3 separate regions of the Lactuca sativa genome follow, and all the other regions are linked to region 1. The links are chromatin contacts, called in public Hi-C maps. All regions are on one chromosome and are shown on one strand. Each heading gives the region's core, a stretch centred on a gene start, on an enhancer-like site or on the middle of the called end of the contact. The rest is flanking DNA. Distances are from core to core; before and after follow the strand shown.

Region 1 (3,310 bases), core at 350-2,849:
ATAGGGACTTTATACCTCCAAAGTCACGACATGAAGACATTAACACTAGATATCTAAGTTCCTCTCCAAGAAATGAGTCTTCAACCTTCTCACAAACCACCATAAAACACTTTTCTAAGCTTCAAATCTTACCAAAGGCACTCTAGGGTTTCAATGCATGCAAAAAGGGATGGAGGCTGACTTAAAATGCCAAGAGGAAGGATATAATGATCTTATATAAGGGTAAAACCCTAAAATTATGGTTTAATGCTGAAGGGAGTATGCCCTGCGTACCTCTTAGTACGCTCGTTCTAAGTTCGTTTCCGATGAACTTTATATCCACGAAAAGGTGACGAGAAGCCGTACACTTCTATCAACTTACGTTTGCCTAAAAACTTCCCGAACAGAAACTTAAAATCCATAAAGGACCGAGCGGCCAATTTACGATTATACCCCTGGGCTCCTAAACACAAACAAACACTCGGATTACTTATTCCATACACCCACATCCAAAAACGGGCAATTCCCTTCTTCCCCAAGGCCCTAAGCCTTATGATAACCAATAATTGGGCCACGACCCCAGATAATGAAACGATTCGAAACCGAGTGTTACACAAATGAGTTTTTGAAAGTACTATAATCGTGTTTATACATTTTGTACATACAAGTCTTTTTGCATCAATCCAAAAAATGAAACTAACCAATGTTTTAAAACTGGTTCGAACTGGTCAGATCGAGAACAGGAAATGATAACGGTTTAACAACAACCAAATTTTAGTTGAACCGGTTTGGTGACCGGTTATAGTTCGACTGGTTCAATCCCACCTCCATATTTTTTTATGTATTTTCTATTCATACATACATATAGTATAAAACCAAGCATTTTTCCGACATCTTGCAGTGATGTGCATCAACCTTTGATTGGTGTATACTCCGATTAATTTGATTGATTGAGTTATTCAAATATCCTTTAAAAATGAGTTGTTTTTCTAATGGGCTACGTGAAATCCAACTATCAAAGTACAATAAACCGATTCAATTTTTTTTTGTTGATTCTAACACATTGGTTTAACCTGATTTTTGAAAAAACCGTTCGGTTTGATTCGGCCTAATAATTAACATAAACCGCTTGTTATTGAACAACTAGTGTCTTTGGTTTTCAATGTGATCGGTTCAAACTACTTTTCAAGGTTCTAAATAACGTAAGGCGTGACTTGGCGGCAATGTCAAGCCTCACGTTTTTCCGAGCCTTGGCGAGTCACGGCGTTTGTAAGACGTGACTTAAGGCGACAATTTTCTATATAATTTATATTTTTATGTGTATTTTCAACTATTATTAATTTTTATACATATATATGAGTTAAGGCGGTGTTTTGGCAAAACTTGACGGCAGGTGCAGGCCTTGAAGTCATGGCGCGCCATGACGGAGCCCGAGCTTTTTAAAACCTTGCTAATTTTTGAAACAATCACTTGGTTTTAGTTTTTTTTTTGATAAATGCAAAAAGAATATCCACGTACTTTCATGGTTCTACTGGTCAAATGGGCCTAAATAAACACCAAATCCTAAAAGCCCATGAAGCGTGAAATGAGCATTTCAGTCCACTCTGCAAAACCCTAAATCTTATGTCTTTCTGCTAATCTTCGTTTTCATGCCGAAATCACCTCGCCCGCTCTTGCTAAAACCCTAGTCTTACTCTGCGAAGATGCCGCCAAAGTTTGATCCGTCACAAGTCGTCGATGTTTACGTCCGCGTCACCGGTGGTGAGGTCGGAGCAGCGAGTTCTCTCGCTCCGAAGATCGGACCACTCGGTCTCTCTCCGAAGAAGATCGGAGAAGACATAGCCAAGGAAACGGCCAAGGACTGGAAGGGTCTTAGAGTCACTGTCAAGCTGACCGTACAGAACCGTCAGGCTAAGGTCTCCGTCGTACCCTCTGCCGCCGCTCTGGTCATCAAGGCGCTTAAGGAGCCTGAACGTGACCGTAAAAAGGTGAAAAACATTAAGCACAGCGGGAATATTTCACTCGATGACGTGATCGAGATCGCGAAGGTTATGCGCCCTAGGTCTATGGCTAAGGAATTGCAAGGAACTGTGAAGGAGATCCTCGGAACTTGTGTTTCTGTTGGCTGCACTGTTGATGGAAAAGATCCCAAGGATTTACAGCAGGAAATTGCTGACGGAGATGTTGAGATTCCTCAGGATTGATTTATATATTCAGGTGAGGATTTTTGTTAGTTTTTTGATATAGTTTAAACTTCAGTTGCTTTCTGTTCTTTAATGCTATGAGAATTTTGATTTCATCTTTGCTTCTACTATATCATCAATTTCATCCGCTTGATGTTAAAAGTCAGTATTCTGCAACACTATATACTTTTGCATTGCAACTCTAGTAAACTCAACTAGATTTTAAACTTTTTAAGAGTTTGAACTTTTCATACCTCACAAACGATGAATTGATCAACTTCTTATAAACACTCTTGTTCTTTATGATACAAAATATAACAATCTGAATTTGCATTTCCTATCTCTCTAATAGTCTAATGGATTTTCATAGTTATACTTATTAACTATTTGTGAATAACCTTCAATCATCAAAGTGTGAATATGTAATGTATTACTTTGTTCGGAGTACCTTGTTTTTTTCTTAGTGGCCATATAGGTAAAAATGTAGTCAAATACATATATTACACAATAAACCCGAAGATGAAACCCAAATGTTCAAGAACTCAGATTTCCATATGCATGATTTTTTTGATTTTTGGGTTTTGATTTTCCTTTTTGGAATTTTGAAATTGGTTTATGGACACACACACAATGTGTTCTTCAACCAGGAACCATCGTATCTTTGAAGTCTAAAACACCAAGACACAAACTTTGTTTCTTGACTGTTTCTATCAAATCGTTGATTTTATATATTATGTTGGCCCTTTTACATTAATATTATTACGAAATGCTTTTAAATGTTCTCATACGTGCTACGTATTACCTAACATCAACACTAACCTATTTTGCTTAATATTTGCAACTTTTTTTATTTATTTATAAAAGTTCAATGTTCTTTCAGAACTTATTCGGTAAATAATTTCGTCAATCAAGAGGATCTTATTCTTTTTCTTACAAATGCAACCATATAATATTATTAAAAGGTAAAATATATAATTACACATATTCGATGTTCTATATCAATCTAAAAGAAACACTTTCAACGATGCACATTCAGTGTTTTATATCATTTTTATTTTAAAACGAAAGATCAACTAACCTAGATAGACATAATGACAAGAATGTTTTTATTCTCAATTCATTTTTCATACGCATACAATATTGTGACC
Region 2 (3,310 bases), core at 382-2,881, 180 kb before region 1:
AAGAGAATAATATCCTAACTAATAGAACAACAATTAAGCTAGCTATATACAGTCATGGCCTGAAAGCATGTTAATGAATCAAAATCTTTGATTTTTCTCATGATATACTGCTAGAAGTTCTATCATTTGCAAATCAAAATCTTTGATTCTCAATAATATTCAGGAACTTCGAAATAATAGATCTCTTATACATTGATCTTTCCACCAATCATTCTAATACGCATACCACAAACTGTTGTATTTCAGAACTATTAGTTGCAAATTACTAAAACTGTGGAGGCCTGAAACATCATATTGTTCAAAATGCATGATTTAACTTAAAGCTTTCCTTTTTCGGGTTTAAAATTCGCCACCAGCCTTAGGACTATACAACTTTTGGCATGAATCTCCTCACTATCCATCCAAAAGGATCACAAACAATAACCAAAACTAAACAGAACAAGATAGCATTTTGTGATGTTAATGCATATAGGTAACAAGCCCAATATATGGGTTTCTGAGATTTATTCCACATTAATGGGAGTATATGAGCTAAAGACACACAATTAAAAACATATCCATATACAATGGTATCTGCTTGATAGAAGTCGTAAAGTGACCATAGAATTTTAATTTCATGGGAAACCGGTTGGACATGTTGATAGATTATCTTATCAGGAAGATATATCTATGCAGAACTTAATAGTAATAGTTGCATGGATGCTGGTAGTTGGATACTATGGATGTACGTTAGTTGTAATAATTGTAGAATAACAGCCGAGAATTAGAAACAACTACTCAATTCAGTGTGATTGATAATTTTCAATCACTTTTCTTGAAAAAGTAACGGTTACCGGAAATTAAAGAACACATATTGATGCCTCAAAAACTTACTCACCTCATCAACGTGCCGTTTACCAGGAACCCATTGAGCAGAATGCAACACCTCTCCATCGTTACCCACGGAAGAACTATTATTCCGAAGCTCCTGAATATCATCAGCTCCAGACGTACTAGCGGTACCACTACTAGTACCCATCTCACCGGCATACCCACTGCTACATGGGCTTGACGTAGCCCCATCTACCTCCACCTTCGAACTATTCCTCCACACCCCCGTCTCCGTGGACAGGTTACTCTCCCCAGTCGAACTTATCAGCCTTTCCGGTTCAATTTCCCTCGAAGATCCCCTGGCGATCTCCGTGACAGGTTCGTGATGATCATCAGCAACTGATACCTTTTCTTCGTCAATTGAAGTGTTCAATGCGATTGATGGCAACTGGTTTTCGATAGCGTCCGGGGAGTAATCAATTGAACCGGTTTTAGGTTTTTGGCCGGCGGATTCTTCGTCCTCGTCGGAGAATGACGAAGAGCTCGCATTTGACGTCATGGAAGGGGATAATCTATGAATAGATACTTCCAAATGTGACTGTTAGGTTTCAGCAAAAGGAGAATTTAGGGTTTTGAGTAGAGAGAAAGAGGAGCGGGAAGCAATGGCATCAGCGTCGACAACTCGGGATCTTCGTCCGTTGGAAACTTTCAGTCGACCAGAGAAACAAATACGGGTCGGTAACCCGTAACCATACCAACCAAATTTGCTTAGCCCCGATGAATTAAAAAGGGATCGTAGTCGTAACTTCTATTTTGGCAGGAAATACAATTAACCAGAAACAAACGTTCTTTAAATATGAATTTTTTATCTGAAAAAGTATTGTTCGGAAATTAATCATTTAAATTTATAGAAGTTTTAAAAGTACCATTCATATTTAAAATGATTTTCCAAAAAGTCATTTATATTTGAAAAGGTTTTCTGTTTTCAAAACAAATCATTATTCTAAAAATCATTTTTTCATAATGCATCATTGCATCATGTAGTTTTTTAACCATCTTCAGTGTATTTTTGCATCCTCAATCCACATACATGATTAAAGGAAATATGAAGTTCGTATTTATAGAGGTGTGCAAAAAAATCGAACGACACCAAACCCCCCAAAAAAATAGAAAAACCAAATTTGAAAAACTAACGTACTGATTTTTGGTTTTCAGAAAAAAAAAAAAAAAAAAACATTTTTTTTCAGTTTGATTTTTTAATATAATAATAAAAGTAAACATATAACAGTTTTGGGTATTTGGGTTCGATTCAACTTTTACTTATAAGAAATCAAATTTAAAAGGAAATTTTGATTTTTTTTTTCTAATAACCAAAAATCAAACATTTGGTTTTTCAAAAAAAAAAAAAAAAAGATCTTCCGTTTTTTTTTTTTTCTGCATACCGTGTTAACCGTCATTATTAGGGGTGAACGCGGTGCGATTCGGTGCGGTTATTAGTCAAAACCTCACCACTAACCGCAAATGCGGTTAATTCATTTTCAAAACCGCATGGTGCGGTTGTGTTTTGCGGTGCGGTTAGGCGGTTATTTTTGCGGTGCGGTTTTGTTTTTTCTGTGTTGCGGTTATTAACCGCATGAATTTGGTGTGATTATTTTGTGTCGTTTTTAACCACAGTTTAGAGCTCAAATAGTTTTAAGAGTTCAAACATATTACTTGTAATAATAAAAAAAATCATAAGGTATAAGACAATTTACTATTTAACTTAAACTACAAACAACTAATATCTTAAAAATGTCAAATCAATAGTAATTAGCAAGAAATATCTTAAAATTGTCTAAGTTCATCATTTTTCAAATTTAAACATAAAAAAAAAAACCAACACTTTTGTCTTATAGTATTTTATCTTTATTTCATTCATGAAACTTGTCTTATTTTTAATACTTAATAAATTAATAATTGATAAAAAAAATGTATATAATATATGCGGTGCGGTGCGGTTTTTTTGCGGTTTTTAGAAATTAATAACCGCACCGCACCGCAAATTTGCGGTTTTTGAAAAACAGAAAACCTTATCATCGGTTTTTATTGGGGTTGCGGTTTATGCGGTTAATTTTAGTTGCGGTGCGGTTTTTGCTCTCATTATATTTCCTTAGGTCACATGTCTTATGTTGAAGTTTAAGCATATAATGATAAAAATCTATTAACCATTTATAGAGAACCATAATTAGCCAAGGAACCAATCTTTTTTTCAACTTTTAGAACTTATTTTTTATAAAAAAAAAACTAAAAATACAGAAATTCATAATATTTTATCATTTTTCCAATGATATAAAATTCGAATTGTTTTTTACGTCAAATTCACAATGTGAATCTTCGAAAATTCACAACGTGAATCCGGATTCACATGGTGAATCCGAAAAATATTTTTCACATTCACAATGTTAATATATGAATTTAGATTTTTTTTTTCGATAAAGAATAAGCTCTAGAAATTAAAAAA
Region 3 (3,310 bases), core at 309-2,808, 130 kb before region 1:
ACCTTGCAAAGGAGGGGTAGGAATTTGGTGGTGGGTTTTAAGGTGGTATAAGGTGTTTGATTAAGGAAGAAAGGTCGAATAATGTTGGAGCTGGGAAGGTGGCGATGAAATTATGGTGTCTAATAATGTTGGAGCTGGGAAGGTGGCGATGGAATTATGGTGTCTGAGAGATGCAGGTGGTGTGTTCGTGGTGGTTGCACTATTTTGCCTTTTATTTTTAGATTAATAATAATAATTATTATCACAATAAATTAAGTGGAAAAAAAAATAAAAGGACATAATAGTCATTTTATGTCTTGTAAGGGATGAAACATGCAAATTTAAACTAATGAGGGATGAAGTATGCAATTTTTAACTAAACGAGGGACGGTCCGAGTTAATTTTTAAAAATAGGGACTAAAAGTGCTTTTTAGCATGTACACGAGGGACTATTCGTATAATTTACCTATTTTTTTATGGTTTAATACGAATATGCTCTCTAAAAATTCTTTTAACACTTTTGAACCCAACCCGTAATTGGGATGCTGCTTCCTCACTGTTCCACTTTATTTTTATCTGGTGAAACAACAAATCTGAAAACTTCAAACAACAAACAGAAACACTTTCATCAAAACTCAAAACTAATTTCTATTTCATATCAAAATCCAGAATTTACATTCTTAAATCTTAATTAACTACCGATTCTCGCTTCCCATGGCTGTCCAAGAAACGGATTCACCATCACAATTAACAAAAAAGCAAAATCAGACCAAAACGAAGAGATTGCTGAATTGGGGCACAAAAAGGGCATTTACTTGTGTTGATCAATAAATAATTTGAAGAAAAATGGAGATGGAGATTTCTCTGTTGAGTGTTAAGATTCCGCATCTGCAGATATTTAGTAAGAAGAAATGGAAAAAGGATCAATTTGGTTAATCTTCGAACCCGGTTTTCTCCCAAATTGCGTTTCGTACCCTGCTCAGATCTCTTCCTTTCAGAGTCCTCCCGATTCCTTCGTGAACGGAAAATGACGCCATTCTAGTCCTCGCCAGAAACTCATGCGGCGGAATCCGATCTCCAGAGCAGTTATCATCATCATCGAAATCATCGTCGTCACTGTCTCTCCTCCGATTCTCCATGTAATCCTGTTTGAGTATCTTAGACCAGTCCGGAACATTGACCGGCATCGACGATGCCGTTCCTCCAAGCTCTCCTCGCTTCACCGCCACCGACGAAGACCTTTTCGTGATCCGAGAACCGGGCACCGTCTTACGCAACTCCGGAGACACGGAAACATTCCAGACATCCGATTCGTCGAGCTCAAACAACGAATCCGATCCGACGGCACTGTTCCTTTCGTCGGAGATGAACCGGTAGCTTGGTCTAGCTCTAGCATAGTAACTCTTGGATGCCGCCATTACAATGGATTGAAAAATGAAAGTAGTTTACTCTCTGAACAAAATTCGAATATGTCTCAAAACTTTTTCTGAATCAATGTATTTTGCTATCGTTGATGAATGATGAAGATGAACCAAATGATCGTTTTAGTCTGCTTTTATAAAGGCTTCCCAATGGATAAGCTTTCTTTCTCTCTCTTAAACCTAATAGGCTAATATAATATCGTCCAAAATGAAGACCATATTCGTATTTTGGTAACTATATTTTTGTAATTTATAATTATTTTATTTTATTCTGGTAAATCCATTATCCAATTCTAATTTTGTGGTGTAATGTGATTGGTTAGATTGACGGGGCCGCAATAATTAGTTACCTTAACTTTATCCAATTTGACCGTAGGACACGTGTCGTACTCGCTAACAGATTTTGAATGTTGGGCGTAAGGGGTAAAATAGGAATTACAGTTTTGAATTTATTTGTCGCGACTCGAGGCTGCGTGGGGGGATTGATCATCTGGTATGCTGCTTCTCCGATACATGGAAATGTGTGGTCCCCGGTTTTTGGATAAACAAGATGAAGACGCGTGTCCGCTTGCTTATTGTGCCATCTGGATGCGTAAGTTAGTGAAAAAGGCACGTGAAGGGAGACCCATTGGGTCCGTCGACCGTCGAGGGTTCACTTGTGACAACTGGCTTTTCTTGTAGCTCTCTCTCAAATGCGCCACAACACCAATCTTTATCGTAGTCTATTTTATTATTATTATTATAATAATAATAATTATATTATTTGCTTTTAACAAACCATATATTCACAAATTAGTTGTGATATACTTTTTGATTCTATACACATAAATGAGCCCTTTACGTTTATATATATATATATATATATATATATATATATATATATATATATATATATATATATATATATATATATATATATATATATATATATATATATAGAGAGAGAGAGAGAGAGAGAGAGAGAGATTATATGATTGTAAATGTGATTACTAGATATATATTTGTTTAAACATATAACAGAAACTTAAAATATTAGAAGCATCTAATCGATTTGGGTTTTTTAATCAAATATTCCTTTCTTAAGACTCAAAACGCGAGACTTGAGGGCTAATTTGTCAATGGATCTTCAATAACAACTCAATCAAAACTATATAAACGTGAAATTATAAATCATTGAAATTCATTTATAAAAAGGAGATATGGAAAGGAGGTTTATTGTTTATAGAAGGCAAGATGTTGCACATAATATTTATGAATGTTGAAGAAAACATGTCTAATAAAGAATCAAGACCAAAAGAACCAAATTTGAGAAAGAAAAGAATCAAACAATGGGCAACCTGTGTACGTGTAAAATTTGGATATCAAAGTATGTTTGAGATCGTGTTAACTCGTATCTGCCAAAACGTCATGGATAGTTGAGTCGACTATTTGTTATGTCCGTTTGTATTTGGATCTCTCAATCTCTCATATGACATGCCTATTAAAGATGATTAATGACACACGAGTTAACTACATGAACTGAAATCGAATATGATAAAGATAATCATATGTTTGTGCAATGTCTCGTGAGCAAACACGCAGAGAGTTGTGCACATACAAAATCATTTGGTTACAATGCAATCATATCGTCCTTAACTTACAACATTATATTCCTTAAACAACATTATTGAGAAATACCTGCTTTATATAGGATATGGTTAATTTAACTCACCACACCCCTATTGGTCATCCATATATGTATTGGTTGGATAAAATCCAAATATATTTCATACCATATGTCACCCTTTCCCATACTCTACTGTTTAAGGTCCTACTAAATATGAATGCTTATTGAAACCAATAACATTGCAAAAAGGAGGTGACACACTAGCATTCCCCTATCTACTAACACGTGCAACATTGGCAACCAT

Evidence for each region. A called contact is a pair of places that touch in the nucleus more often than the background predicts.
Region 2: a contact with region 1 is called in a Hi-C map of leaf, with 8 times the contacts expected there. The contact joins the promoter of LOC111899882 here to the promoter of LOC111899880 in region 1. A contact is called at or near these places in 3 of 4 Hi-C or Micro-C datasets (bud and leaf).
Region 3: a Hi-C map of leaf shows a contact between it and region 1, with 9 times the contacts expected there. The contact joins the promoter of LOC111899881 here to the promoter of LOC111899880 in region 1. A contact is called at or near these places in 2 of 4 Hi-C or Micro-C datasets (both in leaf).

The regions. Positions count from the first base shown.
Region 1 is chr2:193,339,948-193,343,257 of Lsat_Salinas_v11, forward strand. LOC111899880 (60S ribosomal protein L12) reads left to right here and starts at 1,600. Exons shown (of 1, transcript XM_023895764.3): 1 at 1,600-2,278. The coding sequence starts at 1,683. The coding sequence ends at 2,183.
Region 2 is chr2:193,158,488-193,161,797 of Lsat_Salinas_v11, forward strand. LOC111899882 (vacuolar fusion protein MON1 homolog) reads right to left here and starts at 1,632. Exons shown (of 14, transcript XM_023895767.3): 1 at 878-1,632. The coding sequence starts at 1,369.
Region 3 is chr2:193,209,476-193,212,785 of Lsat_Salinas_v11, forward strand. It overlaps LOC111899881, which reads right to left and starts at 1,559. Exons shown (of 1, transcript XM_023895765.3): 1 at 603-1,559. The coding sequence starts at 1,397. The coding sequence ends at 912.